Linked DNA regions of Rattus norvegicus: region 1 is linked to region 2. The links are chromatin contacts, called in public Hi-C maps. All regions are on one chromosome and are shown on one strand. The core of a region is the stretch at or near the end of the contact, and the rest is flanking DNA. Distances in the headings are between cores, read along the strand shown.

What was found. Hi-C and Micro-C count contacts between places; a contact is called where the count stands out from the background.
Region 1: a contact with region 2 is called in a Hi-C map of psoas muscle, with 3 times the contacts expected there. The contact joins the enhancer-like site here to the promoter of Qki in region 2. A contact is called at or near these places in 3 of 12 Hi-C or Micro-C datasets (frontal cortex, mammary epithelial cells and psoas muscle).

Annotation. Positions count from the first base shown.
Region 1 is chr1:53,164,864-53,172,694 of GRCr8, forward strand. It overlaps the pseudogene Krt18-ps4. Among named protein-coding and RNA genes, the nearest start is that of Qki, 230 kb to the left of the region's middle. Within about 2 kb of position 1,953, at least 15 of the 93 cell types and tissues checked have an H3K27ac peak or open chromatin away from gene starts, as enhancers often do.
Region 2 is chr1:52,931,634-52,938,671 of GRCr8, forward strand. Qki (QKI, KH domain containing RNA binding) reads left to right here and starts at 3,792. Exons shown (of 8, transcript NM_001414465.1): 1 at 3,792-4,358. The coding sequence starts at 4,217. It overlaps Cahm (colon adenocarcinoma hypermethylated), which reads right to left and starts at 3,035. Exons shown (of 1, transcript NR_132441.1): 1 at 1,879-3,035.

The DNA.
Region 1 (7,831 bases), core at 703-3,202, 230 kb after region 2:
GTGAATAGAAAATCCGTCTTTAAAATCCCCCAGAAATGTTCATATACTGGTATTATCACACAAAACAAACTTCACAAGGATGCTCGGAAGTAGAGTGTGCATCTAAGTAGCCTGGGCATGTTTTGATTCCCTTGAATGTGATGGCGGTTCTAAAAATCATTCTCCATAGTAGCTTAACATCTAGGTTTTCTGTATGTGGAAAGACCGTGCTGCACTGTGCTGATCTATCTAAATCTAGCTATGTATCTGGGTCAACTGAAATGAACAGATATGACACAGGGCTGCCTCTCAGGCTTTAACCATCACTCTTTATGCTTGATCTCGTATAATTCACAAGCATGGTATTATGGTCCTTATGAAGGAGCACTGGAGATAGGAAACCTCTGGAGTAGGGGTAAGGATCACAGAGAAACCCTGGTCCTTCTACATCTGAGAACCTTCTTTGTGGTTTTTACTTCCTTTCCCTTCAGTTGTTCTTGGACTTCCTATTATATGTCCTACTTTGATAAAGGCCTCATTTGATGATGGTGGTGGTGGTGGTGTTGATGACGAAATAATCTTCAATTAGCTCAAGAAAGGTGCTACAATCTCCACAATGCAGTGTATTTCTAAAACCTAAGAAGCCCGTGTATATCTGGAACTCATCCCAGTAGCACATAGAGAAAGAGTTAATTTATTCTTTGCACTACATGCACCACACAGTGGGACTTGTCAGCATTGTCATTTCTTACAGATGCCAAGAGCTGACTTCTTATGAATGAAGGCTCCCAGGGATCAGTGCTGTCAGGTAATCATGTGGGCTCTGCTGGTCTGTGAGATACTGGACAGGGATAGAATACCTCTGAGGGGTCCAAGATGAGAGTGGACCAATGAGCAGGAAATGAGGCTGAGTTAGTTGTTTTCAAGGGGACAGTAAGTATGTGGAGAAGAAATCCTTTCTTGCCTCCCATGTTGCAACTGTTGGCAGGGTGTAGAAGAATCTTTCTTGGTGTTACTTAAGTCAGGTGCAAAGGCCATTGTATTATTTTAGAAGCTATCCATTTATGGCACACATGACACATGGACTGGAATGGTGTTTGACACAATGTTGATGTTAAAAAATATATATATCTATAACCAGTTCTGGAATAGGCAGGATCAAGACAGAGACCACAGAGTCTGCTGAATGGTTCCTAGTGCTTTTCCTACCCATGAGAGTGAAATCATCCTGTTTGGGCTGGAGTTTGTAGGCAGTTAGAACTCTTTGTCCCTTCTCCCAGGCTTTGAGGAAATGCTGTGTTTTGAGCATAGATGAGGAAGACAGATGCTTTTCCCATCTCCACCCACTCAGTGACTTTGCCAAGTGACTAGGGATGGAACCCAGTTCACCACTGAATAGCTAGCTGCTGCCAGGGTGAGGCCAGGGACTCGACCCGGTCAGCTCTGTGCTACTATGTAATGGGCTCATCTTTTATCAATTAACCATCAAGCCAGATGTGGGAAGGAAGGGAAAGATGGGTGTGGGAGAGATCCAGTGGCCTGCTCAACTTTGACTTTAAGGCCAAACAGGGTTTGGAAGGGAGTGGAGAAAAATACTGCAAATTGATTGAGCATGCTGATGTTTGCTAAATTTAGAGGCATTTATGTTCACTAGTTCTGAAGCAGTTTTGAAGCAAATCCAACTCATTTTCTGGCAGGAAATAATACTTAGGGGAGAGATTATTTTAGGGGGGAGGGGAGGACTAAGTTGTCTTCGCTGATGAAGGGGATATTTCTAAACTTCTTAGCAGCCACCTTCTATTATAATATCACAAGACTGTAAACGGAAGGAATTAAATGGTGAGAACACTAGAAAGATGGAGTTTCTGCTGAACAACAGGAACGCAGCTGTTTGATGCTCAACACCCCCCTCACCCTCACCCTGTCCTCCTTGGCAACTGGGGCTGACCGGCAGCTGAAGCTTCATGTCCTCTTTCGGTCGTGTTCAAATATAGCCTCTAAGCTTTCATCAAAGCCAAGGGCTCTAGCTGCTGTGTGGAGCTGGCCTCATTTCCCCAAGAAAACTGGAAACAGGGAAAGTGTCGATTCAGGACTAAACCCATCTGGAGTGGGTTGGAGAGATGCTGCTGCTATTTGAGATGGGTGTTGGGAAGTGGTAAAGCAAGGCTAGCCTTGGCTAAAGATTCAGTGAAGTTAAAGTCAGTTTACCTCAAGCACTAGTCAGTCCCTCTTCGAGCTCACACAGAGCAAAACTTTGTAGGAGGGGAAAAAACCCTCCATGTGAGACACCTGCTATCGGCCTTCCTTCTGTGGCAGCAAACCCACCAGCAGAGAGGTGCAGGCAGAGTCAATGTGATCATCAGAGGCTTACAGAGGTGGAGCAGGTGATTGCGAAGGAGGGATGGAGCCTATTCTGCTTTCTTATTTCAGGAGGGCACATAGTTTGGAGAGTTCACTGCTTGATCTCTTCTTTGCAAGGTATACAGATAATTAGAGAACTGGGCTTCTTACAAATAAGATTTGAAAGCTTTATTTTCTCTGATATGCTCTTCTACAAGACTGTTTTGTCTCAGCCCCATGGCATTGTTCCGCGAAGGGGAGGGGATTTCCTAAGGGCTATGGAGAGTGAGCCAGAGTAGCTAGCCAGTAGATGTGTGTGTGGTTTCTTATTGCAAGAAGGAGAAACCAGAACATAAAATCAGATTTTTAAAAATAATCTAACAATGTGAACTCAGTGTTCAATGTCTGGGACTCATTCATGATCTTCTGGACTCCAAACAGGTTGAACAGCCCTGCCTCTCCAGTTCTGCCATGTATAGCGCACATACAACTTCTCTCATAGGCTCAGACCATCTCCACTCAACACCTACTGCTGCCCTTAGAAGATGTTCCAGGGTCCTGGCATCTCCAATATCCTGGGGTCTTCACTGCAACTGAAGCTGCGTTTTCACTAAGCATCATGGCCTTTCTTTAAAGTCCCTGAGTTTCAGATGAGGATGTAGAACTCTCAGATCTGCCTTCATCATGTTCATCATGCCTGCATAGATTCCTCCCTGCACCCACCTGGAGGATGATGGACTGAACCTCTGAACCTCTGTGAGTTCTCTGGAATTGTGAACATTCTTTTGAAGTATGGAGCCCAGTTAGATGAACTTCACTTGGCATACTGCCTCAAGTATGAGAAGTTTTCAATGTTTTGCTGTTTTTTGAAGAAAGGTTGCCTGGTGGTAACTTGGGATCATACATCTGAATTTGTAAGTTTTGCAGTTAAAGCACAAACAGAATATAAGGCATGGTTGCCACATCTCCTGCTTGCTGGATTTGACCATTGATTCCGCTGTGCAGCAGCTCTTGGGTTGACTCAGTCAGTGACGACATCCTTATCTTTACTTTGGAATTTTCTAATTGGAAGAGACATCCTTCAGCTGTTGCAAAGATGCTCTCAGTCCATGCAAACCCCGCCTTTGCTCTTCAGCAACATATGGCCATTGTTCCAAGCCTAACCCATCTTTGTCTTTTGGAAATTTGAACCAGTCTAAAAGCAGAGCGCCGTCATTCTGACATTTTCATCCATCAGTTGCCACTTTCCAGAAGTCTGCAGAGCTATTTGCTCTGTGAAGAGGTTTTGAGAATGGATAAGATTCTAGAACCAGCAGCTAATCATGATGGAGAAGTCTGGGCAATGGTCCAGGCCTGTGCAAACGAAGGCTATGCTTTCTAGGCTGTTTCTATCTCCTATCTCCTCCAAATAATTTCTGCTTCCATGATTATCCTCCTAGGAAAAGGGAATCTGCAGAATTCTGTACCAGTTCTTTATTTTGTTTTTGTCCCAGTGAGCTCTCAACTTTTATTGGTCCCTCAGTCCCCAGGGGTTCCCTCCTTCTCAGCCTCAGTGTCTCAGAACTGTGGTGTCATTGGTCTCAGATACACTTTGCCATCCATGACCTTACGTGGAGCTATCCTCTGCACAGTTTGCGTGGAGTTGCTGGAGTCCAAGGCATCGTTGAGACTGAAATCTTCCCCATCCTCCAGCAAGCGGCTGTAGGTGGCAATCTCCACCTCATATTTGACCTTGATGTTCAACAGGGCTTCATATTCTTGGGTCCTTCTGCCCAAATTTGTGCCAGCTCTGACTCCAGGCAGAAAGACCCCATTGAGCTGCTCCATCTGCACCTTTTATCTGGCCTTCATGTCCCGAGGTTGTTCTCCATGTTCTGGTTTTTCATGGAGTCCAGGTCAATCTCCAAGGTCTGGAGGTTGCGTCTCAGCTCCAAGAGGGTGGTCTCAGTGTCCCTGATTTCAGCAGACTTGGTGGTGACTACTGTGGTACTCTCCTCAATCTGATGAGACCAGTACTTTTCCAGTTCCTCACAGTTCTCCTCACGGTTCTTCTGAGCCAGTTCTTCATACTGGGCATGGATGTCCACCATGATTGTGCTGAGGTCCTGAGATTTGGGAGCATCCATTTCCACAGTCAACCCAGATCTGGCAATCTGGGCTTCCAGACCTTGGACTTCCTCCTCATGATTCTTCTTCATGAACAGCAGCTCCTCCTTGAGCACTTCGATTTCTGTCTCCAGCTGCAGCCTTGTGATATTGGTGTCATCTATCACCTTGTGGAGTCCATGGATGTCGCTCTCCACAGACTGGTGCATGGCTAGTTCTATCTCATACATAACTCTAAAGTCATTCGCTGCAAGACAGGCATTGTTGATCTTCAGGACGATATGGGCATTGTCCACAGAATTTGCAAAGATCTGAGCCCTCACAACTTTGATGATCTTGAAGTAGTGGCCATAGTCTCTGATGCCCTGGGTAGAGTCCCCTTTTCTCCAGAAGTTCTCAGATTTTGCTCTGTAGTCTCCTGTTCTCAGTCTCCAGGCTCCAGGTCTACCTTGTCTAGGTAGTTGGCCAGGTGATCGTTCAGGTCTTGCACGGTCTCCTTTTCTGTTTGGATTCTACCCATTCCTGCCGGTCTGCAGACCCCACAGAGCCACCCCAGACAGAGCAGGACAGGGATATCCAGGACCCAAAGCCCCCAGCACCTGCATAAATGCTGGCTGCTCTGCTGGCAGGCCAGACCCATTGGCTGGGAGTCTGCACAGAGCCCAGGGACTGGAAGTTGGTGGAGAAGGTGGTGGAGCGGGTGGTGAAGCTCACTTGTCTGGAGAGGAGAGAGAAGCGAGATACTAGGACAGGAGTTCCACAGCTTACTGGTTCTTAAAATATTTCTCTCTCAAGGTAACACAAAGCCTTTCTATACGTATTTGATTGGCCAAAGCATTTCCTATAGCCACATCCACCTTCAAAGGACAGGTACCTGGAAACAGCAGACCAGAAGTCTTGCTCCGAGTAATCTTTGAAGTTAATTCTACTTGCTGCACTGTTGGGGAAATGGAGTTGCACGATGAGCAGACTATTGAGGCTCATAACTAATTCTCCACAAACACACTACTTGTGTTGAGAGACACCATCTCATGCTTCCCACTGAAAGGTGAAAAGCCCTTACTAAATTTCATGCTGTCAAGCAATGTCTACTAAAAAATCCAAGACAAAACTCATATTTAGTATACTAAATTTAGTATGGGGAATTATCAGTGGAGAATAGAAATTTGAGGCTGGGTGTGGTGGCTTACACCTTTAGTACTGACATTCAGGAAGGAAGGAGGAAGAGGAGGAGGAACAGGAGGAGAAGGAGGAAGAGGAGAAGGAAAAGAAGAAGAGGAGGAAGATGAAGAGGAAGAGAAAGAAGAAGAAGGTGGATGTCTGAAATTTGAGGCCAGCCTGGTCTATGTAGCGAGAACAAAAATTTAATTTTGAAAATATTGAATAAAAGAAGGCCTCACTTGAGGTCAGCAGTTTTTGTCATCCATCTAAATTGTCTGATCTCAATAATATTTTTTCTAATTTTCAATTTGCTTTGTTTTATTTTTTAGACAGAGTCTTTCTACATAGCCCTGAGGATACTGCAACTCACTATATTGATCAGGCTGACCTTGTACTCCCAGGCATCCATCTGACTCTGCCACCCAAGTGTTGGGTTTAAAGGCCCAGGAAATGGCACTATTAGAAGGTGTGGCCTTGCTGGAGTAGGTGTGTCACTGTGGGTGTGAACTTTAAGACCCTCTTCCTAGCTGCCTGGAAGTCAGTATTCTGCTAACAGCCATCAGATAAAGATGTAGAACTCTCAGCTCCCCCTGCACCATGCCTGCCTGGATGCTGTCATATTTCCACCTTGTTGACAATGGACTGAACCTCTGAACCTGTAAACCAGCCCCAATTAAATATTGTCCTTGTAGGAGTTGCCTTGGTCATGGTATCTGCTCACAGCAGTAAAACCCTAACTAATGTGGCCATCATGCCTACTATATTTTATTATTTCTTAAGGTTTTCTAATTAAGACCCAAAGTTGAAAAATATTCTTGGAACAAACATTTGTATTCCTAAGATGGATTGCTGCACTTCAGTTTGGAGCACATGGCAGTTTTAAATAGAGGCATCGAGAACCTCAGAACTCTACCCAGGCAGGCAGCCCACCCACTGTGATCTCTCTATTTTTTTCAAACATTGTTATTAATTAATTACTGGTTTCTGACAAATGCACAGAACACTGAAGGCAGGGGACTGTCAAAAATGCTGAGAAAGATATTTCTTGTTTGCTTCATATTTCCATTCCGCAGATCAGTGGCATTCTCAGAGAACCCTCAGGTTTGGTCTAGATTGCTTTAGAACGTCTGATATCTCATTCTCATGACTGAGCTGTAAGCCTTTTGATACTAAATTTCTACTCCATTTCCCAGACTCTCACTCAAGCATTTTAACAAACAGTACTTATAAAATCGAAGGGTAAGCAAAAGAAAGTGTGAAATTCCTATCTGTCAGAAAGCCCCTGTTGAGCATTAGGGACAGTGAGGGTGGAAATAACAGTTGGAGACAGTGCCTGCCCCAGGACAGTGCTAAACCACTGGGGATGCTTCTGTGCCATCTTAAGATCAGTAACTTCTTGCTCTGGGCAGGCCAATGCCTTGATTTCTATCCTTAAAGTCACACCTAGCATGCCACAAACCAAATGTGTTGCCTTGAAGTCTGACAACTTTGGGATGTTTCCTAACTGGAGAGAGCGCTCCCTCATACTAGACAGCTATGACCATCGTCAGGGGTTCAAGTGAATGAGTGAGGTTAAACGACTGGGAAAATAGAGTCCCAGGGAATGGTATTTCTCTGGGGTATAAGGTGCCACATGGAAAGATGGTGACATTGTGGCCCCCATCCTATGACTCTATTACCATGAGAGGTTCAGCTCTGTTCCTTCAAGTAAGGTGGGACAGAGAGCCAGAATGGTAAATCTAATGTCTTATGAGTGCCTACAGTGCACTAATTTAAGTTCCTCAGCTCCTTCAACTTCCTGTGGGTAGGTTGTCCGGTCATGTTCATGTTACTGTCAAGGGAGCTAAGTCATAAAAGGAGTCCATGAGTTGTCCCACAGCAAACAGACATCCAATGTCATCTATCAAAGATCAATTGTATTGATAATTTTCAAGATACTGTAATTTTCAATAAAAGTGTGCTGATGCATCACACACACACACACACACACACACACACACACACACACACGTATGCATATGCATACACACAACCCATTTGTTCTTTTTTTGGTCATTCATCCTATAGAGTTCTAGGTAGGGACATGGATATGCTGGTAAACATTCCTCATGAAGACTGAGATCTGCGAAGGACCAGCAATTATGACTATGATCAAAATGACTGGGCTGACTCTCTGGTCTTCTGTGATAGGCTGGCCCGGAAGATCAGGTACAAGGATAAGACTCACTGGACAATGATGGGCATA
Region 2 (7,038 bases), core at 2,542-5,041:
GTGCAGCATACACATGCTTGCACCCACACAGACACACACCAAAAAAAAAAAAAAAATAACAACTCTCCGGGGTCCAATCTACAAACATCCAAGTTTCCCATTTGAAGATGACCAGAATCCCCAGATCATTTCCAATGCTTTGATGATAAACCATTTTACCATTTAGGAAGATACTCAAACGTTTTGTGGAGTTAATTACACAAACATACCTAGATTTCTCCCATCCCTCCTTAAAGAAATTTTATAACTTAAATTATTTCTTTAAAAGAGTATTGGAACAAGGAAACCACTAAATACCGAATGTGAAGTTTTAGTTCATGTAGAAACTCTATGATGATAAAAGCGGAAGTGCTTGGAATACTGTAAGTTTTTATTCTAAATGTCAAGAGATGCAGTAAACTCCTAGAGCCAATGAAATTGAACAGGAAGTCCATTTCCACTCCTAGCTAATTAATGTGAGAGAGAAGAGCCGGTTTTATTGTTAATAGATGATAGGAGTTTTCACTGAAAGAGCTATTACAAGGATCTTCATATACCCGGTGTATATATCTTCATGTATACTTATCCTACTCATTTTGAAACTGTATTAAAATGTCTATAATAACAGAACTGAAGGACCTATAATAATCGCTGAGATTTTAAGCCTGGAGGTACACATCCCAACAGACTTTGTAGTCTACACTGTGTTGTGCGGATTGATACATGTCCACAGTGTGAAGAAGAAGGAGTGTGAGGGAGAAAAAGGTGGGAGCCTATAGATGAGTACCTGGGCAAGGTCAGTGACTCCAAAGGCTGTAGATGCACTTTCTGTACAGCCCTGGACTGCCTCCACCAGCCACTAAACTGTTCTTAGGCAGCCAACCATCTCTTCCCTCAAATATGGCTACTCTTGCCTCCTTCCCTATGTGTTGGGGGAGCACTGAAGAAAATGAGCCAGGTAAGTATTTGAACCTCAGGCATGCAAACTAGCACGTGACACTTCTTTTCGAACATGCAAGTCATGAGAGCCTACACAAGTGTTGTTGATGGGGTTAGGAGTTCTAAAAACCTTCAAGTCTTTACTCTGATGGCAAACACACTGACCCACAGAGCTGACATGGCATGAGGAAATGTGACAGAAAGAATTAAAAATTTAACAAAAAATAGAGGTGACACCTGGGAGTTGGAGTGGGGCTTTTGGGCAGATAGAAAAAAAATTCCAATGAGATACCAGGCCCAGAGTCCTACAGATGCCAAGCGTGTGTAGAGGTCAAGGCAGATTTCAGGGAGACCAGGAGTCCATCTAGTGAGCTTGGGCCAGCAACATGCAGGGGACCAGATCTCTTGGGGCCTAGCAGGTCTTGGTAAACTCTTAGGATATTTTTTCTTTACCTGAGAAATCAGGAAAAGTAAGTAGGGGACAAGATCCACATGTACTTGAAAATGTACCAAATGGCAACTATTTCCAAATGATGGGTCCACCAGGGATTAAGTCATGGTGAATGAATATTGCCTGACAGTTATTTTTGGTTCAACTACATTATAAAAAGTGGTTGGACTTTATGGGTCAAAAATGATGGAACACTGTCATGAATTCCAAGGATTTACTGGATAAGGTTGATAAAATTGGGGGGGGGGCACTCTGGTATAAAATATACATGGACTTGAACAGCCAGCAGGACTTATTAGCTATATAGTGCTGGGTAAATTATTCCGTTTACCTCTTCCTCTTCAGAGGTTTCCTCTTATGTACAAATCGGGGATGCCAGTATTACCTCAGGCCCAGGACTGTTGTGATTGACTGAGCTACAGAGGTAGAGCAGTTAGCACAGGCCCTATAAGTGTATCAACTTACAAAGGGGACTTTGCTTGCACAAGCACAGACAATGAAAAATAATTCAGGGACAAATATTTTTTAATAATATACAAGGAACAAACTTCTAATTTTTCTAGGTTTTGAAGCAACACTTAGAAAACGTAGTAACAGCTTTTTAATCAAATTATTCCATGCTTTTACATAATTTACTGTTTAAAGAGATAACTAGGTGAATAATCTAGAACTACTATAGTCATTGTTGAAAAATTCAAGTTATTTCAATTACACGTTAACTTTGTCCATCATTTGCTCTACTAATTTAATAAACGAGAAAACCAAAACCAAAACCAACTCGAACTGTAGTCTTTAAATGAAATCAAGAGTAAAGTTGCTTTAAATACCTTTGGCACCACACAAACTTCGGAATGCTCTTTAGAATTTGTGTAAAGCAGTTTAAAAAAAAAAAACAATTCGACAACGCTGCTTATGTTCACATTTAAAATACAGTGAGATGATTCACAGAAAATTATAGCCAGGGCCAACTCTCAAAATGGTTAATTTGACAATCTTGTCTACATTTTAATACGGCACGTTATAAAGAACTTGCAACAAAACAGGGATGATGCAGATTTAGTGAGTGACAGCTTCTATAAATCACAGGACTTCATTGCTGCAATTCAGAACATTGTTTCCGAAACAAATGTAACCCTCAGAACTCCCTCACCCCCATAGGAAGCACCTTTTCTGGCCCACTGCCTTTCGTTTATTTTTATTTATTTATTTATTTATTTATTTATTTATTTATTTATTTATTTATTTATTTATTTATTTATTTTTGTCAAGTAGGTAGAAATAGGTGTTGACTACTTGGTTTTCCCGAATGTGTGCTCACACAGGCTTCTTCAGCGAGCGGCCGCGCCTCCGAGGAGCCACCGCCTCCACCTCCGGACTGTAACCTGCGGTGAGGATAACGGAACCGCGCGTCACGCCGCATGGAACGGAGCCCGCCCGCCCGTGGGTGCGCACGCGTGTGCCATCTCCGCCCACGGTCCGGGGCCGCCTCGCAGCACACGGCGATGCGAGGCCCGTCACGCGTGGCGCTGGCTCCAGGGGAAACCTCGCTGGAGTCCCCACCGCGGAAGACACTGCGGTGCGGGCGCCTACGCCGACTCAGTCCACCGCCACCTAGCACCCCAAGCGATCCGACGGTCGGGTCCCTCGCCCCGCCAGGTGGGCGCCGCGCCAGAACCGTTCCGCCCCGCTTCTCGGTCCGCAGGCCATCGTTCCCCCACTTCCCCAACCCCAACGCAGGCGCGCTCCAGGCCCGCCCCTCCCCCCTCGGCGCGCTCTCCGCCCGGTGGGGCGGAGCGACCCTCGGAAGGGGCGTGGCCACAGCCCTCGACGCGCGCACGCGCTCTCAGCCTCACGGCTACGTGTCGGCACACGTGACGCCCACCCGAGAGTCCCCAGTGAAGCAACAGGACGTTAAAAAAAAAATTTTTTTTTTGAGGGGTAGCGAGGAAGGTGGACGAAGAGGTTTAAAAAAAAAAAAACCAAACTATAGTAACGCGCGCGGACGCGAGGCCCGGGCGGCGGCGAGCGCTGCGCGTCGCGGAGAGTCCCGCCGGGATTCCTCTCAGCCGCCGCGCCCGACCGCGCCCGCCGCCTCAGCAACAGCGCGCCGACGAGCCAGTGCCGCCGCCCGCGTCCCCCTCAGCCGCGACCCGGGCCCCGCGCAGGCCACCGCCGGCGCGCGTCCTCTTCGCCGCGGCCGGGCCCTGCACCGGCCGTCCCGCCCGAGCGGCCAGGGGCGGCGGCGGGGGGCGGGAGCGCGCCCAGCCCCGTAACGGCCGCCCTGCGCGGCCCCGCCCGCCGCCCGCCCCCGGCCCTGCCCGCGCCCCTCCCCCCGCCGCCGCCGGCTGCGCCGCCTGAACTGAGGCGAACTCCGCCGCCAAGTGAGTGAGGAGGAGGAGAGCCGCGGAGGAAGAGGAGGAGCGCAGTCGGAGCGCGGCGGCGGCGGCGGCAACGCGGAGCGCCGCGGCGGACAGCACCGCAGACTCGCGAGCTTCGGCGCAGGCGGCGCGACCGGCCGACGAGCGGCCCCCGGCTCCTCGCGGCGCAGCGGCCCCGCGCCGCGCTCGGCCCGAGACCCGCCTCCGCCGCCGGCCTCGCGAGGGGAGCCGCGCCGGGCGGCCGAGGAGCGGCGGCCGCGGCGCGTCGGGCCGGGCGAAAGTGCCTGCGGGGGGCGGGCGGGCGCGCGGAGCCGGCCGCCCCGGGGCTCGGCGCGGGAGCCGGAGCGGGAGCCGGCGCGGAGCGGGACGCGGTGTCCCGAGCGGCCGGCGGCCGGAGCTCGCCCCCGCCCCTCCCTCCTCTCCTCCGGCGGCGGCGGCGGCGGGCGGAGTGAGCTGCGGAGCCTGGAATATGGTCGGGGAAATGGAAACGAAGGAGAAGCCGAAGCCCACCCCAGATTACTTGATGCAGCTGATGAACGACAAGAAGCTTATGAGCAGCCTGCCCAACTTCTGCGGGATCTTCAACCACCTCGAGCGGCTGCTGGACGAAGGTGAGGTGGCCGGACCCGGCGCGGCGGCCCGGGATGGCGGGGCGGCGGGAAGGTCAGGCGGGCGGGCGGGCGGGCGCACAAAGGCGGCGCGGGCGGCTCGCGGCGGGGACCGGGCCGGGGCCCGGCCAGGCCCGAGGGCGGACCCGGGAGCACGCGGGGCTGCGGGGCTGCGGCCGGCTCCCGACGGCGGGGCGGCTAGGCTCCCCGCCATTCCGGCCATCCCGGCCGCCCCGGCCCGGCCACACGAGTCCCCGAGCTCCGCCTGGTCTCGCCCGCGGGGCCCCAGCTTAGCGGGCTCGTTTCGGTGGAGTTGTGTGGCCCGCAGTACCCGAGTGGACCCCGAGATATTCAGGAATTACGTAGGGTACGGAAAAGTAGTGCTTATGTGGCCGAAGGCGAGGACGAAGTGACAGAGCAGAGCACTTTTTGTCCTTTTGTTTGGGGAAGCGAGAACTGTTTGGGAGTTTAACTTCACTTTTTTTTTTTTTTTTTTTTTTTTTAGTCGGTGGTGGTGGTGGTGGGGGAGGAGTACGAAATACCGCGATGACAGACCTGAACGGAATCCGAGTTCGGAAGAACTGGGGCGGAGGGTTCGCTCCTGGCGTAGCCGCCTGCGTTTGCAGGGCGGGGAGCTGGAAGTTTGAAAAGACGGGGATAAAATAGAGCAGAAGTTTGCAGAAGCCGAGTTGGGAGCGTTGTGGGGAGCAAAGACTGACTGGAAGATTAATGCTGGTTAGCTGTGGAATTCTTTAGGAACTTCGCACAACAGCGATCTGGAGTGTTAGTTTCCAGTAGCTGTGGGTTTATGTGGACGCCCGGGGCGGGGTTCGGGGTGGGGGGGAGGATAGGACCAACAAGTCTGCTTTGAAAATCGAATAGCGAGTACTTTCGGTCTTCTCTTTTAAAGTCTCTGAGTGGACTGTTTAAAGGAAGCGGAAAACTATGTTGGACAGATGAACATGGATTTTAGGATCTTTAGAAGAATTTCGAAAAATTTCAGAGATTGTTGGGGCTATCTTGTGCTTAGGGAGCTGGCGTGTCAGGGAAGAACAAAAGACTCCGAGCTAAAAGATGGTTAAAGAACTATTTTAAGAGCTTCTGTTGGGTGGGGAGCCTTGGGCACTATTTAAAACAGAAAACATTCAGCTATTCAGCTATTACCCATGAACATAACATAACACATTGAAAGAGGCCTTTTTTACTGTTGGGTTAGCATATTTGTTAGTATTAAATTGCCTTGGAGAAAACTTGAGCTGCCCCTTTAAGGGTTTTTGCCTTTCTTTTTTGTGTTGGCATTTGAAAAATTGTGGAGGCAGAAAACTTTCTGGAATGTCCAAAAAAAAAAAAAAAAAAAAAAAAGCTGGAGTTCTTAAATTGAGTATTTCCAAAAGTGAGCGCTAAGGGGCGCCAGTTATTTTTTTTTAACCTTGGAAATATTTGGAACAAAATGGGTAGTCTGCTTAATAATCTGACCTATATTAGGTGCAGTTGAAACTTAAATTTTTGGATGACTTCATTTGTCATCCACAAATGTGATTAGAGTGAAAACACCTAATACATTGATATTTCTTCCTTGGCATTGGTTTTTGTGCTATTAGTATCAAATTTCTGAAGAAAAATTTAGTTTTTAAAACTTCAATCAAGGGAGAATTTCTTTAAAATGAACTAAAGCACATTCTTAAAATGCTTCCTATATGCAAGTGACTTAGTGGAGCTTATAAAAAGTTTGGATATGCTATAAAGAAAACTAGTAGGAGTTTTTTAAATTAGTTGTAAAGGCTGCCCAAGTGGTTCTCTTTCAGCTTGATCAGAAATAACTGCCTTAATTCGAGGTTGACATAAGTCTTTCAACTAGAAGAATTTCAATTATGTCATTTCTGCACAGGCTTATTTCTCTTGGTTAGAAATAGTAACCCCTTTGGGTTTTAAATGTAAAAGACAGCTAGTTTAGGATAACAATATTGAAAGTAATGTCTGGTGTCTCCTCTTCATGTTTTCTCCATCTTCACCGTAGTCCATTTGTACTCCGGAATCTCAGCATCAGGTCAGTGTAGAGATGACTTGGATGTTACGGGAGACAGCAAATTGACTAGGGATTGTGATTGTTTTCGTCAGACCAGAGAAGCTTGCAAGAAAGGGACTTGTCCTTAGTGTGTCATAGGCTTTTGACTCTACTTGTTAGTCTTATTGTAAATTTAATTTGACTTGAAAATACTGGTTTCTTAAGGGCATCGTAATTTTCTTGGTAGATGACTTAATTGTGAAAATTGGCAACTTGTCCTTTACCCCTTGTGGCCTCTCATTGTCCAAAACAAATTAATCATGACTTCTGTTTGTGGTTAGGGATTACATTTTACTTTGTCTGTAATGCTTGGAAGAAAAATTACTTTTACATTCAGATAAAACTAAGTTTCACTTTAGGGATTAAACTGTTCAGTGGTAATAAAATGCTCTCTGATAATTAGAAACTTTGAATGGGACTATTTAGCAATTTTATTTTAAAAATTCTTTTCCAGCAGTTAACCTTTAATATGGTTCCTATTTGAGAATTTCCATTTGGTTAGTTAACAAATTTGGGAATGAGGTATGTTGGTTTTTCTACTCGTTAAAACTTGAATGATACAGAAATTGTATATTGTTTCTTGCTGGCTTAAAGAAAGTAGCCTATAGTGCTTAACTT